Linked DNA regions of Mus musculus: region 1 is linked to region 2. The links are chromatin contacts, called in public promoter capture Hi-C maps. All regions are on one chromosome and are shown on one strand. The core of a region is the stretch at or near the end of the contact, and the rest is flanking DNA. Distances in the headings are between cores, read along the strand shown.

What was found. Promoter capture Hi-C pulls out the DNA fragments that hold promoters and counts their contacts.
Region 1: a promoter capture Hi-C map of pre-B cells shows a contact between it and region 2. The contact joins the promoter of Gskip here to the promoter of Ubr7 in region 2. A contact is called at or near these places in 1 of 39 promoter capture datasets (pre-B cells) and 2 of 115 datasets of contacts at active chromatin or transcription factors (stem cell-derived neural progenitor cells and thymic regulatory T cells).

What each region holds. Positions count from the first base shown.
Region 1 is chr12:105,680,216-105,687,843 of GRCm38.p6, reverse strand. It overlaps Gskip (GSK3B interacting protein), which reads right to left and starts at 2,492. Exons shown (of 3, transcript NM_178613.3): 1 at 2,386-2,492. The coding sequence starts at 2,399. Atg2b (autophagy related 2B) reads left to right here and starts at 2,603. Exons shown (of 42, transcript NM_029654.4): 1 at 2,603-3,175. The coding sequence starts at 3,014.
Region 2 is chr12:102,756,200-102,763,753 of GRCm38.p6, reverse strand. It overlaps Ubr7 (ubiquitin protein ligase E3 component n-recognin 7 (putative)), which reads right to left and starts at 5,779. Exons shown (of 11, transcript NM_025666.2): 1 at 5,576-5,779; 2 at 2,250-2,383; 3 at 1,773-1,833; 4 at 201-296. The coding sequence starts at 5,725. It overlaps Gm20604 (predicted gene 20604), which reads left to right and starts at 5,944. Exons shown (of 2, transcript NM_001142939.1): 1 at 5,944-6,213. The coding sequence starts at 6,009. It overlaps Gon7 (GON7 subunit of KEOPS complex), which reads left to right and starts at 5,944. Exons shown (of 2, transcript NM_001142938.1): 1 at 5,944-6,213. The coding sequence starts at 6,009.

The sequences.
Region 1 (7,628 bases), core at 1,243-3,742, 2.9 Mb before region 2:
CGTCTATATACGTGTGTGTGTGTGTGTGTGTGTGTGTGTGCACATGCCATGGTGTTCATGCAGAGGTCAGAGGACAACTGGGGGAGCTTGGCTCTCTCCTATCATGTGGGTCCTGGGGAACTGAACTCAGGTTATCAGGCAAGGCAGCAGTGACTTTGTCTGCTGAGCCATGTCATTGGAATGTGGTCTTTTGCTGTTGAGACAGGATCAGGGCAACCCAGCCAGGCTTCAAACCTGATCTGTAACCAGGGATGACCTGGAGCTCTTGATCCTTGCACTTTGACTTCCCACGTGCTGGGATTACAGGTGTGCTCCACCGGCCCCTCCCAGCTAAGTCTTCAATACAATCAACACGATCACAATGGACTGTGGGAATTCCTGTTTAGGATTATTATTTTGACTCAACGTCCTTGGTTTCTGGGATATACCAAGCTGCCACTGGGAATTCCTTTATAATTTTTACAAAGTTGACTGTACTTGGTTGGGTAATTATCTTCATCTTATTCAATTAATGCTAAGGTGCCAGCATTCTGCATTAGGAACCCGCCTTTTATAAACATTAAAAGAGCCCTGTGACTTGGGAGTTTGAATCCCACTTCCGCTAAAGGTGTGATGACAGTTCTCAACTCTTAACTATGCTAAATTTCTCCTAGAAAGTATAAGTGTTCAAGGCAACACCCTTAACACTTTTGGTGCAGTACGCTTGCTTTGTGGGAGTCTCACTTTCTTCCTTCGGTATCTGGAGATGCAGGCATCCTCTGGACAGCTTGTGCTATTTTATACTGTGTTCAGGAAACCATATCAAGCAGTCACCAAACAGAGCCTAAAGTCCAGTTCAAACCTCCTAAAGCCTGATACACAAGGTCCTGCTGGGACTTCCCACCCAGCTCTGTTTATAGTACAGAGAGTACTGTCATTATTTACTTGTAAGGTTCAGAGTCTCTTTGAGCCAGGGTCTCCCCATGTAGACCAGGCTGGCCTTCAACTTAAGGAGAGAGCCATCTGCATCTGTTTCTCTAGTGCTGGGATAAAACTGTGTACCTGATGCCGGGTAAGCATGTCTTATTAGTGTCAAAATATGCCTAGACCCAACCGGTTCTAGTCTTCAGGGCTTTCCTCCAGGCCAAACCACAGAATTTGGATTACTGCTCTGTCCTTCAGCACTGCCCTGGCTGTTTTCACCTTTGGTCTTCTAAGCCCAACATTCCACTATTAGCAACACTGTAGTTAGCAGTCTTAGGCCAGATTATGTAGCATTTCTTTTTATTTCACCCAGAGCAAAAGTTCCATCATTCCTTGCGATGGCTACACTCCTTCCTGTCTTCCCTCCTCAAATTCCTGGTACTTACCAAGCATTACGCATGTGGTAAGCCTTGCAGGTGGTGTTCTTATCTGAAAAATAACTCAGACGTTCATGTATCTTTCTACCTCCAAGTCTCCAACTAAAATATCATCTTTTAAAAATAAGAGGCCCTTTCTTACAAAGCACATAAAGACTCCGAATGGTGTGTGGTGGTGCAAGCCTGACATTTCAGCATTTGGGAGACCCTAATTTCTAGGGCAGTCTGGGCCACATAAGTTCAAAGTCAACCTCAACTACCTACCCAGTGAGAGACTGTCTCAAAACCCAATCCAACTAAACCAAAAGAACCCATTTTGAGGATGCCCCATTCACGGGCCAGAATTCCTTAATTCGGTCTCCTCAATCCAGGACTCGGTTTAGGTTCCTTCCCGGCACACGTCATTTCATTTGCCTCAATTTTCGAGTTTATGATATTAATCTGCTCACACCTGGCTGAGGTGGCAATGTAGGCTCAGAGAGGGTAGCATAGGTTCAAGGTGGCCCAGTGTCAAGTGTCAGGAATCTAACCCAGGACAGCAGACTTCCGGGCCTTTAGGGGCTGCCCTCCTAAGGAGCCAGCTGCGCCTCTTCACAGACTGTCTCCCTAAAAGATAAAAATCGGGCTGCGCAGAGCCTGCGGAGAGCACAAAGTCTTCCAGGAGGCAGCAGCCCCTCAGCGGGTCGGGAAGCGCCAGGATTTAACAGAGGAAACCGTACTGCCCGCAATCGCCCCGATCCCAAGTTTCCTGGTCGTCGGCGTGGCGCTCTGCAAACGGCAAACTACTAGATGCTTTGCAAACAAAGCCGGCAAGGGGGTGGGGGGGGGGGCAACCTGATGACAATAGGCATCGGTCAGAACCCGGACAGAAACGCCGGGTCTCCAGTCCTCGCCCTGCATCCCCGCATCACTTCCCGCAGGACAGCCCAGGCCGGACCCGCCCCCAGACCTCCGTCAGCCCTAGTCCGGGCGTCCGCCGGCGCCCACCACCCGGCCGCGACTGCAAGGTGAGGCTCCACGGGCCGCAGCCAGCCCGCCCACTCACCTGCGAGCGCCCATGTTCTTATCCTTCCTCGTCCGGAGACTGCTGGGGCCAGGATCGCGGCGCCGGCACCACCCCCGCCCCCGCAGTTGCCCCGCCCATTCACCACCGGAAATGCTCCGGCCCGGACTCTTTTTTTCCTGCCTTTCCAGCCCCGCAATATGGCGTCACTTCCGCTTGTGCCCGTTGCTCGAGTACGTGCCGGGAGTCTGGGTCTCGCGAACGCGCCAGGAGCGTGTCTCAGGCGGGAGCGCGCCCAGTAGATGACAACAAATTAGTCGCGCCGCGTCGGAGTCTTGTCTCGCCTCAGCCGCCAGCCCTCTCTGTCTGTCCCTCTGTCTCCCTACCGACGGAGCGCTTCGGAAGCTCCCGGCTTGGGGCGCCCGGTTCTGCTCAGCGCCCAGTCCCCGCCGGGCCTAGTGCGAGCGTCGCGACGCGGGCCATGGGGTTGCCCTGAGGGACGGCGGCGCCGAACCGACATGCAGCGGCCACCGCGAACCTAGATCCCCACCGCGGCTTGGGGACGCCGCCGGGCCGACCCTGAGGCGCTGCCGCTGCCTGGAGCCCAGGTCGGATCCCCCGAGTCGCCGCCGCGTGCAGCCCCGGCTCCCTCGAGCCGCCAGCCCTCACCATGCCTTGGCCATTTTCAGAATCCATCAAGAAGAGGGCCTGTCGCTACCTCCTACAGAGGTACCTGGGCCACTTCCTGCAGGAGAAGCTGAGCCTGGAGCAGCTGAGCCTGGATCTGTACCAGGGCACCGGGTCCCTTGCCCAGGTCCCCTTGGACAAATGGGTAAGCTGCTGTCAGCCAGCAGGGGTAGGAACTGGCTCTCCCCAGGGCGAGACCTGAGCGACTGTCATCCAGCATCGGGCACGTTCGGTTCTCCTTTGGGAATTGTTTAGATTCAAGTGTGGCCCGGCTCAGGGAAGTGTGTAAAGTGTAGCAAGTTTGCGCTCCTAGATCACGTGCTCCGGCTTAAACGGTGTAATGGAGGCACACACGGGGCGAAACAATCGAGTCATTGGTTGGGGGGGGGGGGGGGCGCTTGTGAGGCAGGCCCAGGAAAGTACGTGGCCACCCTTGCCTCTTGGGCTGCGAGTGTCTGCGGTGTTCCTAGGCAAACAAACCCTATTTCTGTGGATGACGTTAAGAAAAATTAAAGATGAAGAGGAGGTGACAGAAATCCCCAGTTATTTATTTTGGTCTGGATGCTGGTATATTTGCGTTTGCTGGGTTGGTTGTCTTCATTCACTGAAAGAAAGTTAGGCGAAGGCCCCTCTTGCCAGTTTGCCTGCTCTGCTTGCGTGAGGTTGTGAATGGCCCCAGTAGTGCTGTTTAGATTTGCCCTTTTGCTTCACGTGATAGATCGACAGGTCGTAAACGCAAATGTTGCAAAAGCTCGGGAGCCGAAGCCGCAGCGTCAGCCTTTTTTTAAAGAACCTGTTTCCTCCTAGAGGCTGTGAGTTGACTTCACCTGAACTTTGAGTATATTCAGTTCGCCAGAAGCAGTTGTATTTGCATCAGTGGGCTAAAATGCCTACTATTTTACTTAAGGCCTTGGGTTTGTCGAGTCTACTCTTTTTTCGAAAAGCTTAAATTATGGAAATTCCTTGACAACTTGTATTAAGAGGTATGACACAAGGTAATTGTAACGAAACTAGGTGACTTAAACCAGAGAGCACACACAAGTTAGTTTAGACAGCTCTAGTTTGAGTAACAGAAAGACCTGCCTTATACCAAAATAGTCCTAGGCTTTCACAGTCTGCCGAAAGACAGGTATAGTAGTTAACCCAAGTTCAGTTATCATAAAAGGACAGTAGAGTCCATGCCTCGGGAGAGCTGCTGTTCTTTCCTATCAGCAAACGGGATTTTTTTTTTTTTTTTTTTTTTTTTTTGGCCAGGTTTATTATGTAGTCCTAGCTGCCCAGACACTTGTCGTGTAGCCCAGGGTAGCCTGGAACTCATGACAAAGCTCTCACCTTAGCCTCTCCAGTACAGTTTGAATGGGCTACATTTTTCTTTTCTGTGGCCAAACTGTCTTATTCCGAGGCTGGAAAATGGGCAGGGGCTGAAGAGATCAAGAGGACCTGACATCCTCAGGGTAGATGTTTTTGGTGTCTCGTCACTGCTGAAAGCTGACTAAGGAGTCTTGAGGGTGGGAATGTTGATGGATGCTTTGGTGTGCAGTGCAGTACTCTTTGAAGAGACACCGAAACTAGCAGGTGGACATTATTATTTGTTTTATAAATGGCATTTAATACTTTGTCCTGTGCCACAGTTACAAGTATTACAGCAAGAATCCAAATTCGACGCCAAGTGCAGGCTTGCTTGCTTTTGTGTTTTTTGTTTTTGTTTGTTTGTTTGTTTTTGAGACAGGGTTTCTCTGTGTAGCCCTGGCTGTCCTGGAACTCACTCTGTAGATCAGGCTGGCCTTGAACTCAGAGATCCGCAGGCCTGTGCCTCCCAAGTGCTGGGATTAAAGGCGTGCTGCGCAGACTTGCTTTCTTAGGGAACATAGTATAAGAGCACACTTGAGAAAGCTCTCAGGGACTCCTGAGCAAGCGGTTTGATTAGCTGTTTTCTAGAAGTCAGGGTTTCTATTCCTGCTTAAACATCATGACCAAGAAGCAGTTGGGGAGGAAAGGGTTTATTCAGCTTACACTTCCATGTTGCTGTTCATCACCAAAGGAAGTCAGGGCTGGAACTCAAGCAGGTCAGGAAGTAGGAGCTGATGCAGAGGCCATGGAGGGATGTTTCTTACTAGCTTGCTTCCCCTGGTTTGTTCTGCTTGCTTTCTTATAGAACCCAGGACTACCAGCCCAGGGATGGTCCCACCCACAATGGCCCTTCTCACCCTTGATCGATCACTAATTGAGAAAATGCCTTATAGCTAGATCTCATGGAGGCATTTCCTTAACTGAAACTCCTATTTCTGTGATAACTCCAGCCTGTGTCCAGTTGACACATAAAACCAGCCAGTTCAGGTGTTATTCCAGGCTTTTTCATTTGTGTGGTTTTTAGACACAGGAAATTAGAAATGAGGCCATCTGAGGTTCATGGCTTGACTACAAGTCCCCTGGTAACATGAGTTGTGGATAGGCTTAACTGGAAGGTTGTTTTGTTTTCCTGAAGAGCGCTCGCTGTCAGCCCAAGTGATAACAGCAAAGCTTCCAAAAGCCTTTGGTGCTCTACCTTACTGTGCTTAGCGAAGGCTGGGGCAAATCAGAGCGGGGAAAGCAGATGCCGCTGTGCAGTCAGCTTCAGAACTCAGTTACTTTGGATACTTGATTTTAATGACTTTCAGGACTGAAAGAAAAAAAAAAAAAGACCCTTACACCCTTATAGATTCCTACAAGCTAAAGGGGACTTAAGTGAATGACATTTTTAACATTTCAATTCTTTAAAAAATTATTCTTCTGTAGCTTGATTTTATTATTTTGTGAGTTCTTTTTTCCACCCTTTCAGCCCCCTAACACTAGATAAGAGAGAAAAAAGGATAGAGAGGAAAGGAAAGAGATCCCTGAATAAAGTCAGGGATCAGAAACGGGGAGATGTTATTGTGAGACTACTTCCTGCTGATTAGGGGTGCTGAGTTCCTTGGGGCAAGTTTGATCTTCATTGTGAGGATATCTAATTTCTTTTTCTTCTTTGCTCATGGCTACTTAACAAAGTGAGACCAACACCAACCAACCAACACCAACCCACTCCACCTCTCAGGGACCTAGCTTTTATATCCTCTCTAGAAAGTTCCCAGCATTCCAAATGTCACACTGTTGCAGAAAGTATCGGCAGCTGGCAAAATCACACCTGCCAGAGCATGAGGCAGATCATAGTTAGCTGCTGTGGACAGTCTGAAGCAGCCCCATATCCTTCATCCGGGATTAAATTGAAAGCATATTCTTATAATATTTGTTTTTTTTTTTAAAGAGACAATTACAAAATTCTCACATCTTGTGTGTGTGTGTGAATTTATGAAAGCTGGAAGAAGACATCGGATGCCCTGTGGCTGGAGTTAGAGGTGGTGTTGAGCTGCCTGTTGTGGACTGTTGGGTTGCTGGAATTGAACTCAAATCCTTTGCAAGAATAGCAAGGTCATTTAACTGCTGAGCCGTTTCTTCAGACCATCATCTCATTCCTTAACTCGCAGTTATGCAGAGGAATTGGTTGGAATTGGCTGCTAATGTAATTGGTTATTTTGCTAACTAATCTGAAGGTGGTGTGCTTTTTGTGTGCAGTCGTGAAACTACAATTAAACTCAATTCTTTCAAATTCTTTGTCTGGAATACTTTTAGGCAGGTTCAGAGAGCCTAATATTTCACATATTTGTTTATAAACCTTCCTAGTTAATGACTTTCCAGACTAGACTCTTTGTTACTTTTAGTTTTTGGGATAGGATCTTGCAAGGTAGCCCAGTATTGAACTCAAAATCCTACTTAGTCTGCTTCTGGTGTCTATGTTTTCAATAGATATAGTTTTAACCACAAAATCATGGGCCAACAGAAATATTTCCAAATAGTTTAAAAAGATGATACAACTGTCCTTTGAAAAGCAGCTATTTAATATCATACTCTCTTTGGAAGTATTCTCCTTACTTGAAAAGTCAGATTAAGTATGTGGTATGTTTTTGGAAACTGCCATGCAGCATACTTCCCTAGCTGCACAGAGATGGTTGTCACAGTTAGAACTAGGGCTTTACATAGGTGGAAGCTGCTTGTCTAAGCCCTACTCACAAATACCAGCGTTAAGGAAACTAGGCAGCTAGAGTCACTGTCACTTTACCAAGATTCCACTGTTTATTATAAAGGTAACGTCTGCTGAAGTAAGTTTCACTTGCTGAAGTAGGATGCACAGCTGCTGGTCTTTCTGTACCAGTTTGGGGTATAGCCTGAAAGTAGTTGAGTGTCCCTGTGCCTATTAAGTATTAGGACATATTTAAATCTAAACTGTGAAACATTTGACGGAATGTCTGAATGTGTCCTCATCCTCCTATGCCTTACCTGTTGTACTTTTGGATAGACACACTTCACTTGCATGGGATCATGGGCCCAGGAAGTGGAAGGGAGATAGAACAAGGATTTGGAACTGTGCAGAGTTGGAATGGGCTGCCTAGCAGTTTTATGAGCTCCTGGTTCCTAGAAGTGGGCAAAGAAGGAAAAGGGGTTCCGTCCGGTGGGAAGGGTGAACTTTGTGACTCACTTCTTTTCAACTCCTGAAGACTAGGAACTTATTTTAATCATTACTTACA
Region 2 (7,554 bases), core at 4,530-7,029:
AGCCTATTAGCATAGCTATTTTCTTTCACAGAGGAAAGAAGCTGAGATTTCTTAGAAAATATCTGAGGGTGGGAAAAGAAAGTCCTCTCCGAAATTTTCATTCTATGGTATACAAAAATAAGCAAACAAAAACTAAAACAAGCAGCAATAACAAAACCCCAGTTCAGTTTGAGTTTATTTTAAACTTCTGATTCTCTTACCTCATCTTCAGGATCAGGATAAGGTCTCTTACAAACGCAGTATAATCCAAAAAAGTTGTCATTGTACTTATTGCAAGAATTTACCTTTGATTTGTCCTGAAAGAGAATAAATTTCAGTACCTATACTGTCTAATACTAGGTCATGCACCATGCAACTTATACATTTAAGAAATCCCCGCACTAAGTATCTTCCTACAAGCTAGTCATTAACTTTCAAGTAACAAAAAAAAAGTCACTACTCAACAAATAATTTTTTAAGCTACAGAGACAAAAACAGAAAAAAAATACCTTATTTTCTCTATCTTCTTTGTAGCAACTGAGAAAATTTTATTTATATACTCATACAATAAAACAAAAAAAAAATCATATGTATGACCAGCTTGTCTAGGATTTCAATACACTCTTTTAAAAAGAGTCTTCGAGCTGGGCATGGTGGCGCACGCCTTTAATCCCAGCCCTTGGGAGGCAGAGGCAGGCGGATTTCTGAGCTCGAGGCCAGCCTGGTCTACAAAGTGAGTTCCAGGACAGCCAGGGCTATACAGAGAAACCCTGTCTCAAAAAAACAAAAACAAAAACAAAATAAAACAGTTTTTGAGACAGGGTCTGTGTATTTCTAGCTGGAATCCAGGGTGACCTTGATCTCTGAGATCCACCTGTTTCTGACTCGGCAGTTCTGAGAATACAGGTGAGCAAGCACCACCATACTTCACTTCCTTTTGGTTTGGGCACTTGAGTGTAGGCGCCTGTAGAGGCGAAAGGAATGATTCCCTTGGAGCTGGAGCTACAGACAGTTCTACACAACTGGGTGCTGGATGCTGTCCTCCAGAAGCACAGTACATGCCCTCAGCTGCCAAGCCCTCTCTCTAACCCAGACATTTCCTTAAATGCAGGAGTGAATACTAAGACTTTCAGGTTATTGGAGTACAAAAGGAGGAAAAGTGATTATCAAAAATTAGTCATAAACTTAAAGGAGGAAACAGGTTTCAGCAATTATTAATGATGAACATGGCGTTCTCCATCCTTCTTCCTTCATCTGCAGTTTCCTACAGCTTCTGTGAAAGCATTGTTTGATTGTGTTTTGCAGACAAGTTCTTAGCACAGCTCTTCACTCAGCCCCATGCTTTGCTCTAGAAACCTCAGCATGGCCCAGGTAAAGATCAGCCTAAAGAGCATCTCCTCCCAGACCTGGACTATTAACTATAATCTATATTGTAGACTCTCAACACATTATCTAGTGTTTCCAACCACATAAAAGTGAAAATACTCAAGAGAAAATGTTTTGGAAAATATTTTGGTGGGTTTTTTTTTTGTTGTTGTTGTTTTGTTTCTTGTTTTTTGTTTTGTTTTGTTTTTTTTTTACACTTTGGTAAATACCAACCTCAGCTCATTAAGTACACTTAAAAAAAAAAAAAGATTTCTTTTTATTTATATGGGGCAGGTGGGGTCCCCTGGAGCTGGAGTTACAGGTAGCTGTGGATGCTGGAACTGGGAAGAGCAATCAGTGCTCCTAGCTACTGAGCCACCTCTCCATCCCTGCTCCCAAGTACATTTGTAATCACAGTGCTTACTTACAGGAAATAATTTGCATTCCAAGTTTTTAAACTTGCTGTTTCCACAATCACAACGAAAATTTCTATTAAAAAAAAAAGAACATATATTTACGTCTTCTTTTGAAATTAATCACTCTTTCAGTACCAACCATAACTCCCTCTGACTCATTCCTAGACTCTAAATGGCAGCCTTTCTGATGTTCGTGTCTCTTGTTGGAGTTTTCCAACAATAAAACAGATAAATACAAATTACCATTCTGGACATCACAACACATAAAAAACAAATATCTGTATCACTCACACACACAAACAAATGAGATAATGAAAAGATGAGAAGTTTGAGCCAGTCTCCATAATTAAAAGGCCTATAGAAAAACCATTCTCTCCCATATTAATTTTTACCAACACACAATTATTCTGAATAAAAAGCAAGATTAAGCAGCCATTGAGGTTGCGAAAGAATCTAAACATTCAGAAGACACTCAGGAAAAAGCATTACCTTTTTGTGTATAGTTCAAACAGTTTATGGCTTCCATGACATTCGTAACTGCAAGCTAGACAAATCCCTGCGGGCTCTTCTCCCTCTGGCGTGCAGGTGCTGCAGGCGTACAGTGCTTGTCTCCCCACTGAGCCCTGAGACACCAGCCCAAAACAAAAGGGAAGAAGAACAGAAAGACTAGTTAACCAACAAAGGGTCAAAACCACTATTTCAAGCCCCAGATCTATTCGGATGCTTAGCTTTATGTAAATTTTTTTCTTATAGCAATAGGAAGTTTAAATCTGTGAATAACTTGATCTGTTTAATCATTTTAACACATGAAAATAAAGGTGAGTTTACAGTTTACAGGTTTAAAAGATTAATACACCTTTTTTTTTTTTTTTTTTTTTTGGTTTTTCGAGACAGGGGTTCTCTGTGTAGCCCTGACTGTCCTGGAACTCACTCTGTAGCCCAGGCTGGCCTTAGCTCAGAGATCTGGCTGCTTCGGCCCCTGAGTGCTGGGTAATCCGTGTGCCACCACCACTTCGCTCACATTTCTCTTCTTTTTTTAAAGAGGTTTTAGTTATTTATATTATGGATATGAGTACCCTATTTGCACGTATGCCTGCATAACGGAAGAGGGAAGGCATGGACCTCATTACAGATGGTTGAGAGCCATCATGTGGTTGCTGGGAATTGAACTCAGGACCTCTGGAAGAGCAGCCAATGCTCTTAACCACTGAGCCATCTCTCCAGCCCTCACATTTCTTATTTTAGAAATTCTTATAATTCAACCATACAGAAAAATTAATCATTTTAATTTGGGGAGAGATGTATGGGGAAGCATCTAGAAGTATAATTATGCCCACTACTTACTGTCAAGTAATGAAGTATAAAAAAGGGCAAGTGTGTTCAACAGAGACAAATGTTTTAAAATGTTGAAGGAAAAATAGCAAAACTTAGAAGTGTTGGTAAGGGGATTCTCAGCACACAGGGCCGTGGTAGAGGGGACAGAGCACAGGTCCATACTGGTGCAGCAAATGCTTTACTGAGCCTGCCAGTGAACTACCACACACACTTCTATTCTATTTCAATCTGCTCCTAGTTTACTAAAGAATTTGCCGGGCCAGCGAGATAGCTCCGTGGGTAAAGTCACTGGCTCTGTAAGCCCGGAAACCTTCGGTCCACCTCCAGAACCTATACAGAGGTGGTGAGGACAACCGCTTCCATAAGGCTGTTCCCTGATGCCTGTCTGCATATGCTATGTGGTACATGTGCCCACACACATCAGTAAGCAAGCTTGTTAAAATCAACCTGGAGTTAGAGAGAGATGGCCCAGAGCTTAAACGCACATACTGCTCTCTCAGAGAACTAGCATTGAGTCCCTAGTACCGTGTTGGCAGCGCACAACCCCCTGCAACTCCAGTTCCAGGGGGATCAGATTCTTCTGCCCTCAAGAGCATCTGTGCGCACATGCACATAGCCACACAAATACTTGAAAATCTAACAAAACAAAAGACTGCCAGGTGGTAGTGGTGGTACACACTTTTAATCCCAGCATTTGAGAGGCAGAGGGAGGCATATTTCTAAGTTCCAGGACAGCCAGTGCTACATAGAGAAACTCCGTCTCAAAAAAACTAAAAGAAAATAATTATTATTATTGATATACTTATATAGAGATATGACTATTTAAAAACAAAAACTTAGGACCAGGCCTTTAATCCTAGCACTTGGGAGGGAGGTGGATCCTTGTGAGTTCAAGGTTAGCCTGGCCTACATAGTGAGTTTCAGACCAATTAGAACCACTCAATCTGACTGTCTCAAAAAACAAAAACAAAATTCACCAGAAACAAGACTTTAAGCCAAGCATGGTGGTACACACTTGTAATACCAGCAGCACTTGGGAAGTGAAGATAGTCAAAAATTCAAGGCAGATCTGAGGGACATAAGATCCTACCCCCAATTTTAGTTAGTATTGTATAAAAATAAGTATATTAATAAAGAGCTTACATACAGACTTAGGATCTTTCTTTCTTTCTTCCAATGAAGGGGTGGGTGTGTGGTTTAATGGTCACAATGAAAAAGAGAAATAAAAAGGAAAGGACATGCCTGTTCCTTGGGAGGTTGAAGGAAAAAGTTTACTATAAAAGGAAGAGCTCGGAGGCAAGGACTTTTAGGAGAGTCCAGAGGCTAAAGATTCTGAACTGGGCCCTGGGAGAAGAGCAAGGAAGGGTAGGGGATAGGGATGGGGAGCCAGGTGCTACAGCCAGGAGACCCAAGAGAGCTGCATAAACAAAACGGCTGCATTATTTAGGGAAGGGAAGCTGGGGGAAGGGTAGCCCGGCTCCTGGGCTGGAGAAGTCTGGGAAAGTGGATTGGGTATGTCTGCCAGGAGAGTCCCGGAAGGGACAGAAGGGCAGGGAGAACCAGGAGGCCACCATCGGCTTTGATATGTTAAATAGGCACAACAGCAGAGTCCAGGGTTTGAAACCTAACAATGATCCTCCAAATTTAAATACCAGCGACCATGCTGTGACTACTTCTGGGATACAAGATTTATTCAACAATTTTACAGTGCAAACCCAACTTGGTCAACGAAGACAACTAGTATTATGACTTCAGTCCACGCCACACCATAACTCCAAGTCCCTTCACTCCTACCCCAGTCTCCCACTCCACCCATGGGCATAGTTAGCCTGTTTCCTTCCACCAATTCTCATCCTTGTTGTTAAGTTTCCTTCCTACCCACCCTTTTCCACGTTAGTACTTAAATGTACAGTATGCGTCACTAAACACTACATCTCAGCCCCTCAAACTCTCTCGTTCAAAAGGTCCCACAAATGCCAAACAGATCCTTTTCTCCTCTTGGCTTTCCAGTCCCCAGAGAGAGGGGATGTCACATAGCACATACACACGAAACTTCATTTAACCAGAAAGGGGGTGAGGTGGGGGCAGCTAGCAGTTAAACTAGACTACAGGAGTGTCCGGAAGCCGAACCTCACCGGAAGATTTTCAAAGCCGGCCCACTTTCCCTTTACTTTTCCCCATCTGGTCCCTAATTAAGATTCTTGGGCGGTGGGAGAAGTGGAGCGAAGAATATCTGGGTTTGAGAGATCACGAGAACAACCTCGTGAAAAGCAGGCCACCAAGAGGCGACAACTGGAGGACCGGAGCCTGCAGTGTACCATCAGCGGAACCGAGGGACAGCCCTGGTGGCGACAAGCTGAGGATGAAATGGCAGCCGGGCCGGGGCTGTAGAAGCACAGAGTAAAGGGCCGCCGTGAGTGGGCCCGGCCGCGGCCAGCGGGAAACAGACAGGACGGCGGGAGCAGCCGGGCCGCGCGCACCTGCGAGTAGGAGCACTTCTCCGAGTCGCTGCCGCCCAGGACGGCGCACGCCTCATTCTCCAACTCCTCGTCTTCCTCGAGCACGTCCACCAGCGACACCACGGGCTCCAGCTCCGCCTGGCACTCGGTGGGGCTCTCGGCTCCGGCCATCCTCAACTGTCACCGGGCTCCGCTGCGTGGGCCCAGGAGGAGGCGGGAAAAGTGGCCGCCGCCAGGGGCGTCGCGAGAAGGCGGGGCCCCGTGAGGAGGCGGAGCCCGAGCACCAGACAGCCAATCCTAAGGAAGGACACGGAAGAAAATGGGCGGGCCAATTTCGGGAAATCGGAAGTCATTCCTCCTCCTCCTCGCCTCTCCCGCCCGCCCCGGCCGCAGGCTGGCTTCCGCTTCCGGGTGGCGTTTCTCCGAGGCGCGCTGTTGAAGCTGAGTGGTCGCCATGGAGCTTTCGGGCGAGTACGTCGGTTGTGACGGGGAGCCGCAGCGGCTACGAGTGTCCTGTGAGGCGTCGGGAGACGCGGACCCTCTCCAGAGCCTGTCGGCGGGCGTGGTCCGGATGAAGGAGTTGGTAGCGGAGTTCTTCGGGACCCTAGTGGAGCAGGACGCGCAAGGCTTGGCGGAAGATCCGGACGACGCTTTGGATGGTGAGCGCGGGGGCGGGGCGCCGGGGGACACTGGCGGGACCGGGCAGTGTGAAGGGCAGGCTAGAGAAGGCGAGCCCCGGAGAAGAGGAGCAATCGCTTCTAAAAATCCTTAGAACTCGCTGCCCTCTTTGTCTGATATCCCACCGCCCCCCGTTTTTGCGACTTTTCCCACCAAAAAAAAAAAAAAAAACCGTGGCGAGCGTTGGACTAGGGACTGGTCAACGGACGAAGTCAGCTTGACTCCCTTGCAAAGAACGCAAAGGATTAAGATAGGCAGAGAAAGTGGCGGTCTGTAACCATTGCTAGCTGGCACGAAGACCCGAAAGGGCGGGAAGGTAGACCTGGTTGTTGAAAAACGGAAAGGAGTGAAATTAGAAACGAGAAAACGTGTTTGACAGAATGAGGAGAGCTTCGAATGACCGAGGCCCACTTTGTTTTAGGGAATCTTAACCCTCTCAGTTTTGTAGCTATTGTTTCGAAAGTAAAAGAGTTCTTTTTAGTTTAGCTTTTTGGTATTCTTAAATTAATTGATCGTTTCATTCATGTATTAATGCATTCAGGTCATGGTCTCTATCCCCCGCTGAACCCTTCTCGACAGGGCTCCTCGCCTTTCTTTCCGGCCTTTTTTTGTCACTGGATTTATTTAAGGATATTTGTATGATATTTACTGGAACTAGGGCAACACAGCAGTGACTAGACCACTGAAGAAAAACAATGACTCCCCCGCCCCCCATTAACCGCCAACCGCTCCTCTGAGAGGGGTGGCGCCTCATGAGCCCCCCCCTTCCTTGATGGAATGTTTACGTTGCCATCTTGTGCTGCCAGAGTTTAAGGGCTATATAATGTCCGAAAGCACTACAGCCCTTCCCGTCCTCTTACTTTCTCTCACCCCCTCTCCTGTTGTAGAAATTAACTGTTAATTTTGGTGGCTTGGGGTTTGTTTGCTTTTAAAGATGGATGTTTACCTGCATGCTTGTCTGTACACCTCTTATGTGCAGTGCCTTCGGAGGCCAGAAGAGGGCATCAAATCCCCTGGAACCAGAGTTACAGATAGTCAAGAGGGTGCCTCGTACATGCAGGGGAAAAGTAGGTGGTGCTCTTAACCACGGAGCCATCTCTCCAGCCCTAGCTCTGTTAATAGGAATAAAATTATTTTGTAGACATTGTCACCATGTAACGGTTAAACCAGCCTCGCTTTGGATTTGCAGAGACCTGCCAGACTCTGCCTCAGCAGTGCTGGAATTAAAGAAATATGCCACCACACTCCACTGTTGTTACATTTATTTCTAATCTTGAATTGAACACCAAGATAGATGTTTCATTGTTCTGAGCTAAGGAGTC